Regions from separate parts of the Gossypium arboreum genome. Here region 2 is linked to region 1. Evidence: chromatin contacts called from public Hi-C data. All regions are on one chromosome and are shown on one strand. The core of a region is the stretch at or near the end of the contact, and the rest is flanking DNA. Distances in the headings are between cores, read along the strand shown. Region 1 holds the start of LOC108464583. Region 2 holds the start of LOC108462490.

What was found. Hi-C and Micro-C count contacts between places; a contact is called where the count stands out from the background.
Region 2: a contact with region 1 is called in a Hi-C map of leaf, with 4 times the contacts expected there. The contact joins the promoter of LOC108462490 here to the promoter of LOC108464583 in region 1. A contact is called at or near these places in 3 of 5 Hi-C or Micro-C datasets (all in leaf).

Annotation. Positions count from the first base shown.
Region 1 is chr10:53,290,553-53,293,934 of ASM2569848v2, reverse strand. LOC108464583 reads left to right here and starts at 1,748. Exons shown (of 18, transcript XM_017764948.2): 1 at 1,748-2,187; 2 at 3,076-3,186; 3 at 3,304-3,360. The coding sequence starts at 2,107.
Region 2 is chr10:53,472,196-53,475,577 of ASM2569848v2, reverse strand. LOC108462490 reads right to left here and starts at 1,731. Exons shown (of 2, transcript XM_017762431.1): 1 at 1,680-1,731; 2 at 779-1,428. The coding sequence starts at 1,731. The coding sequence ends at 779.

The DNA.
Region 1 (3,382 bases), core at 499-2,998:
TTTGTAAACAAATAGTTTGTATAGTGACAAAAACCTTGTGAGACCAAGCTTTTGGATAAGCTTGAGGCTTTTGTTGTAAGAAGCATTATTGTTTCAATATAGTTTGTTTTATAACAGTTAGTCGATAGAATTTAGGATAAGTTAATCAAGTCATACTTGGATCTGGCAAATGGGTCGGGTTAGGGGTGTTACAGTTTAGGTACCGGTTAAATGTCCCAAAAAAATACAAAATATGTACAAATTGCCAAGTTCAGGTGCCATTGTATATATGCCCTTAGAATGTTTTAAAGTTTAAAGATCAATTTAGAATGAAAGTATAATTTAATGATGTCTAATGCAATTAACTCTTCAACTTATGGGTAAACTACACTATTAGTCACTAAACTATGGGTAAATTTTCATTTTGGTCACTTAACTAAAGAAAGTTACAATTTGATCATTGAACTATTCGAAAGTTTTTATTTAAGTCACTAGATTATTTTTTTTTTCAAAAAAGTTTCGCCAGCGAGCTCCAAGCGACGATTCGATGATTGATATAGTGGATCAGTACCTATCGACGAGTAGCACATACCTTAGATCCAAGTTGATTTGATGGTCAATGTCAAAGATTAAAGAAAAAAAGTTATTTGAATTTTAGTTCGCAAATTGTGGCTTCCAAAATTGTTTCATAAAAAAAAAACAAATTGAACTATAAAAGAGAAGAGGAAAAAGAGCTTTCTATTGGTGCAGATAGTATGAACAAAAAAAAATCATATAACATTGATTTTAATAGTATAGTGATTTAAATGAAAACTTTTGAATAGTCCAGTGATCAAATTATAACCTTTTTTATTAAGTGACCAAAATAAAAACTTACCTATAATTTAATGATTAATAGCATAGTTTATTCTTTTCAAGTTATTAGTAACATATGAACAAGCAAGTGGATCTTGTTATTTGTCTCGTGAGCAGGTGGTATGGAAAATGGAAAAACAGTAAAATTAGTTAGTTGCTCACTGCGTGGGACGCTATGCGATGCGGTCCAGACAAACACCACACGACACAACCGCATATTATCTCAAGTTCGCACCGCCCACTAAATTAGCAAATAATCAAATAAAAATTTTCTTATTTTTACTTTTGTTTTCTTTTTTAATTTTAATTAGAAAAATACTCCACGATATTCTTTTTAAGACCAAAAAGAAAGATGACCCCACATCCTCACCCATTGGAGGCAGCTATCACGCATCGCCCTTTTACCTGTTCTTTTTCCTTTTAGGAAAATTAAAATTTCAAAATTTTTCACATTTTCAAAAAATTTAATTAATAAAATTTTAAAAATATTTGTTGTTTTTAATTTATATGTTTTGAAAATACAACACTTGGCTAAGAATCAAGTTATCAACATCTATACTTATCTTAAGCTTTTAATCCAATTGGTGTATGTACATACTCCGATAAAAAAAATACTAATGTATATAACTAAATTGAAAAATTATTAAAATATTTCTATTTAAAAATAAATTATATTATTATAAAAATATGTTTTTAGTAATAATTTTAATAATGTTTTAATTACGAGTTGATAATAAACCAAAATTTGAACCTAACATTATTATTGTATTTTGAACTTGGATGAAATATGATATTAACAAATAAATAAAAAATGAAAGAAATTGGACTTTATTGTGACATTGACACCCACCTGGCGATCCATGAGAGCTGACAAGGCTCCAAAGTCCAAAGGGATCTTCCACGCGCCAACACTACGGCTCCACCCGTCCCCCCTTCATTCTCTCTCTTTCTTTTATTTTAAATTTTTATTTCTCTTCTTTTTCCATTTTTATATCCCAAAAAAGCCGCCACGAATGCTTAACGCTTCTCCAGTTTTTCTACACGGAAATCTAAAGTACCCCTACATATCTGATCCCGCGATTCTCTGATTTAGCATTTCCTTTCCTTTTCTATTCTTTTTTTTTTTAAATATAAATAAGAGATCTTTAGAGTATAGGAGGCTTTTTCTTCCAAGTTCTTTTGCATTTATTTATTTTTCTTTCTCTTTTGTTGATCGCATGAATTTGGGAAAGGACATTATTGGAGTGGAAATTTGAATTTTGATTAGTCAACATGGTTACTGGAAACTTATTTCATTCTAAAAAGAATTCATGGCCGCCTGAAGAATATGTCAGCCGTAATACTTTACAATTGGTCAGTTTTTTGTTTTGCCTCTTTTTTTTTCCTTAATATTAACGGGAATAACTTTGTTGATTATGGCGTTCTTTTTTTATAAGTTGATTTCGTTCTGTTTGGTTCCTGAGAAAATGTGTAAAAGCGGAGGAAAAAAAATAGTATTAGTCTAAAAGTTAAGAGGAGCAAGGTTGTTTTTCCACAGAATTAGTTCTATCCTAAAGTAATAAGGTTTCAAATTCATTTTGTAGGAAATTTGAACTATTTATTTTGTATATTTTCTGCCTCTTATTTAATTAAATCATTGCGCGTGATTTTGTAGATAGCATATAAGGCATGCCTTAGGAACTATTTAATTAATTTTTTACTTAAATATTTGGAAATGATCCTTTTTCTTTGTATTTACCATTACTGAGAGCTTGCCTGCGAGCTTGCGTCTCGTCAAAATTCAGGAAAAAAAAAAAAAGGATCGCTGGCCTGATACGATTCATGCCATACATACGATTAGTTGATTTTTGCGGCTGGTGTCTGGTCAAAAACCTGTAAATTGTTTGAAGTAAGAAAAAACGTTTTGAACTTGATGCCACTTAGAATCATTTCAGTATTCGTTTCAACTGTAGGGAAGAGATTGATAGTGATTCGTCTCAAATTAATGGAGTTGGGTCTTCATGATATTATTTCATATCTGATAATCTTAAATCAGCAATATGACAATATTCCGTCTGCATACATATGACTGAATAAAAGGACTAAAAGTGACATTTTGATTTAATTTTGGGTTTCACTGCCACATTTCTTTTATATGAGAACTATTCTATTTGACATGATAATCGTGGTTTCTTTTTTTCAGATTAATTTAAGCTTTCTTCTGTACTGATTTTAGTGATTTTTTGGTTTGGTTCTCTATAGTTTAATTTTGATAGTGCTGCCCCACCAAAACAAGCTTGGAGAAGAAGGTTAAACAGCCATGCTAATATTCTTAAAGAATTCAGTGTTACATTTATGGAAGCAATACAGATGGTAAGTGATAGAAGACCCTGCTTGACTGATTCCAGATAAGAGATAACTAATTCTGTATAGCAAGTATGCTTGATATCCTGTGCTGGTTACCTTGGTCTGGTAATTTTGAAATCTTAGGTGCGATTAGGCATACGTCTATGGTCCTATGTCAGGGAAGAGGCTTCTCATGGAAGGGTAATTCTCTTGTTTAATTCAG
Region 2 (3,382 bases), core at 482-2,981, 180 kb before region 1:
CCATTAAGCCCCACCGAATAAGAGACTGAACAAGCACACTGCATGATGAGAACAATCCAGTCAGTGTGAAAGCCCAAACAATTTATCATTCCAGCCAAAAAATCCCACTCAACACGATCGTACACTTTACTCATGTCGAGTTTAAGCACAAAAGTCTCTTTTCTACTTTTTTTCTTCATTTTAAGAGAATGTAAGACCTCGTAAGCACTCAACACATTATCCGAAATATTTTTTCCTAGAATAAAATCCCCTTGAGTTTCATTAACACACTCCCCCAAAATGGAACTCATGCGTTCCACCAATACTTTCGTAGTTACCTTGTAAATTATATTACGAAGACTTATAGGTCAGAATTGTGTGAGGTTTTTGGGTTTATCAACTTTAGGGATTAAGATAATGTGGGTTTTATTGATTTCCCCCATTTCAGTTTCTCCTTTCAAGATTGACAAACAGTACTTGGAGATTTCAAAGTCAACAATATGCCAGCATTTCTAATAAAAACTGCTGGAAATCCATCAATACCCGGAGCCTTTAAAGGTGCCATTGCCATGATAGCATGCTTAATATCAACCTCTAAAAAAGGACGAAGCAATTTCTCATTCATGCTATGTGAAATCTGCTTCTCTACCAAGCCCAACAGTCGCTCGTCATGACCAGAATTAGAAGCCGAAAACAAATTCTCAAAAAATCTCAAAGCAAGCCGAAGCATTCCCACATTCGATGAAACCCAATGACCATTTTCTTCTTCCAAGCCCATAATCCTACTTCGTTGAAAATGCTAAACCGTAATTTTATGAAAATAGTTGGTGTTTCTATCTCCATTTTGCAACCAATTGGCATGAGCCCGTTGCCCCCAGAAAATTTCTTCTTTGTCAATCTCCAAATTAATGCCAATTTGGGCCTCAATGATTTCGACAAGAACCTCATCAGAAGGATCCTGGTCATAAACTTCATGTAAACGCTCTTCAAAATCCCTATGAATTGTTTTTTGATCCCAACTCCTAGACCGACTCCACTGCTGAAAACGTTTCCCCAAAAGCATGAACTTATTTGGGACAGTTTCAGTTATATCTTCCCAACTCCTTTGTACCATAGCCTCAAAATCATGTTCTAGACACCATTTCACTTTAAAACGGAAACTTCTGTTCCTAGAACGCTGAAACTCACCACCCCGCCCACGTGTGTCCAACAGAATCGGGCAATGATCCAAAAATGAGTGACTCAAATGCTCCAAATGGTAACTAGGAAAAAGAGACATCCAATCTTGAGTCGCTATTCCCCTGTCCAGATGCTCCCGAATATTGGTAGCCAAAACACGACCGTGCTCCCATGTAAACCACCCACCAAAAAATCCCAAATCAATAAGCCCGCAGTCCTCCAACACTTCTCGAAAATCAACATTTGACGTTCTCAACGAAGTCGGCCACCCTGCTTTTCAAAAGAATGCATAATCTCATTGAAGTCCCCAACCACAATCCAAGGCAACATTTGGTCATTCCCCAACTGACAAAGTAACTCCCATGATATTGCTCTATTTCATTCATCTAGATTCCCATAAAACCCCATAAGACGCCAAACTTCACCGCAAGCATTATCATGAACCTCAACGTCAATATGAAAAGAAGAATAACTCTGAAGCCAAATCAAGGAATTTTGTTTCCAACCTAACGATAGACTACCTTTAGATCCCGACGCACCAACATTAATACCATTTGCAAATCCACACTTCATTCACACCAACTCCATCTTCTTTGAACTTAATTTTGTCTCTATAAGAAACAAAATCTGGGGATTAATGGCTCGTAATTTATTTTTGAGCCTACTAACAGTCTGCGGTCTCCCCAAGCCGTAGGCGTTCTAGCTTATGATTTTCATTACAGAGCCACCGCTAAAATCATTGAGTCTTCTTCAGCAACATCCCCTACGACATGAGTTGAATCCCCCACTAACCTTTGTCGTTTCTTTCCTTCCAAAGAAACTAAGGGATCATTTTCTTCGGTCAACACCCCATCCATGGGCCCACTATCATTTTCAACCCCAATTAATTCCATACTATTATTATTTCGCCAGGTATTCTTATCTACTTTAAAAGAAATATTCTGTCCAGATTTTAAAGAGATAATATTAGATTTATCCAATTGATTCCCCATCACCCTCCTTAAATTACACCCAGCATCAAGTTCTCTCCCTCGAATTTGGGTCGTGGGATTTCTTGCCAAAACTGCAGTATGGCATTCTAAACCGTCAGGTTCTCGAAGCCACCTACTCACCATAGGATTCCGCTGATGCCCCACCACTCGTAATGAAATGTCCCAACCAAAAATTATTTTTGATGGATCCAGGCTGGTACGAAAAGGACAAAAACTCTTTCTGTGTCCCAGTCTACCGCAAATAAAGCAAAAGAGGCTCAATTTTTCATACTGGAAACAAGCATAAACTGTACCTTCCTTATCGATTTGAATCTTCTTTTTCCTTTGCAATTGGAGAGACACATCCAACCTAACTCGAATACGCATAAATTTATTAATCCCTATAGTTGGAATAGAGGTGTCGTACTCAAGAAACTGTCCCAAAAACTCTCCAAACTGTATTGCATTGTTTCCGTCATCAACCTTAGTGGCAAGTCGTGTATTTGAACCCAAAATTCAGTTAACAATAAAGGAACAACAGCTGGATCTTCCCCCTGTTAGATTCTACGAAGAATAATCAGATGATTATTGAAAACCCATGGTGTCCCCGAAAGCACCCGATGAATGTCCACTTCATGAAAAAATTAGAAAAGAAACATTTTTTCCCCAAGATTCGAAATGAAAATTCCCTCAATCGGATGCCAAAGATAAACTATAGTATTGCGCAAGGAAGGGAAGTGGATGATACTATCAGTCAAGCATCACCCCACTAAACAAAATTGATAACTCCGATGCACTGACGAAATTTCCCCATGGAAAGCCTCCTCCACTTCGTCAAGAAGATTAAGATAGCTAAACCCTCTTCCATCACACAGAAAAAACCTAGAGAAAAAGCTCCAGTCCCAGACAAAACAGTAACACAAAATTGAAGACTCGGAAAAAGAGAAACTAAAACGAAAGATTCACCATGTCAAAAGACAGACTTTTTTAATTTAACCATGCAAATTTAATGCTTTGAACTCACAAAATTTTTAAGCATATACAACTATTTACATTATTTCATCACACATTTATTTAATTTATTATACATATTATACTAAATTTATTTTAAACTTACCTTCATTTTAATTTATTAGGCAAAAGTTTTCCTTTACAATTATACATTCTTACTAATTTTAATTTACTTTATGCTATTTTTCTAATTACTATTATAATTATAATTTTAATTTTATAAAATCTCCATTTTACAATAA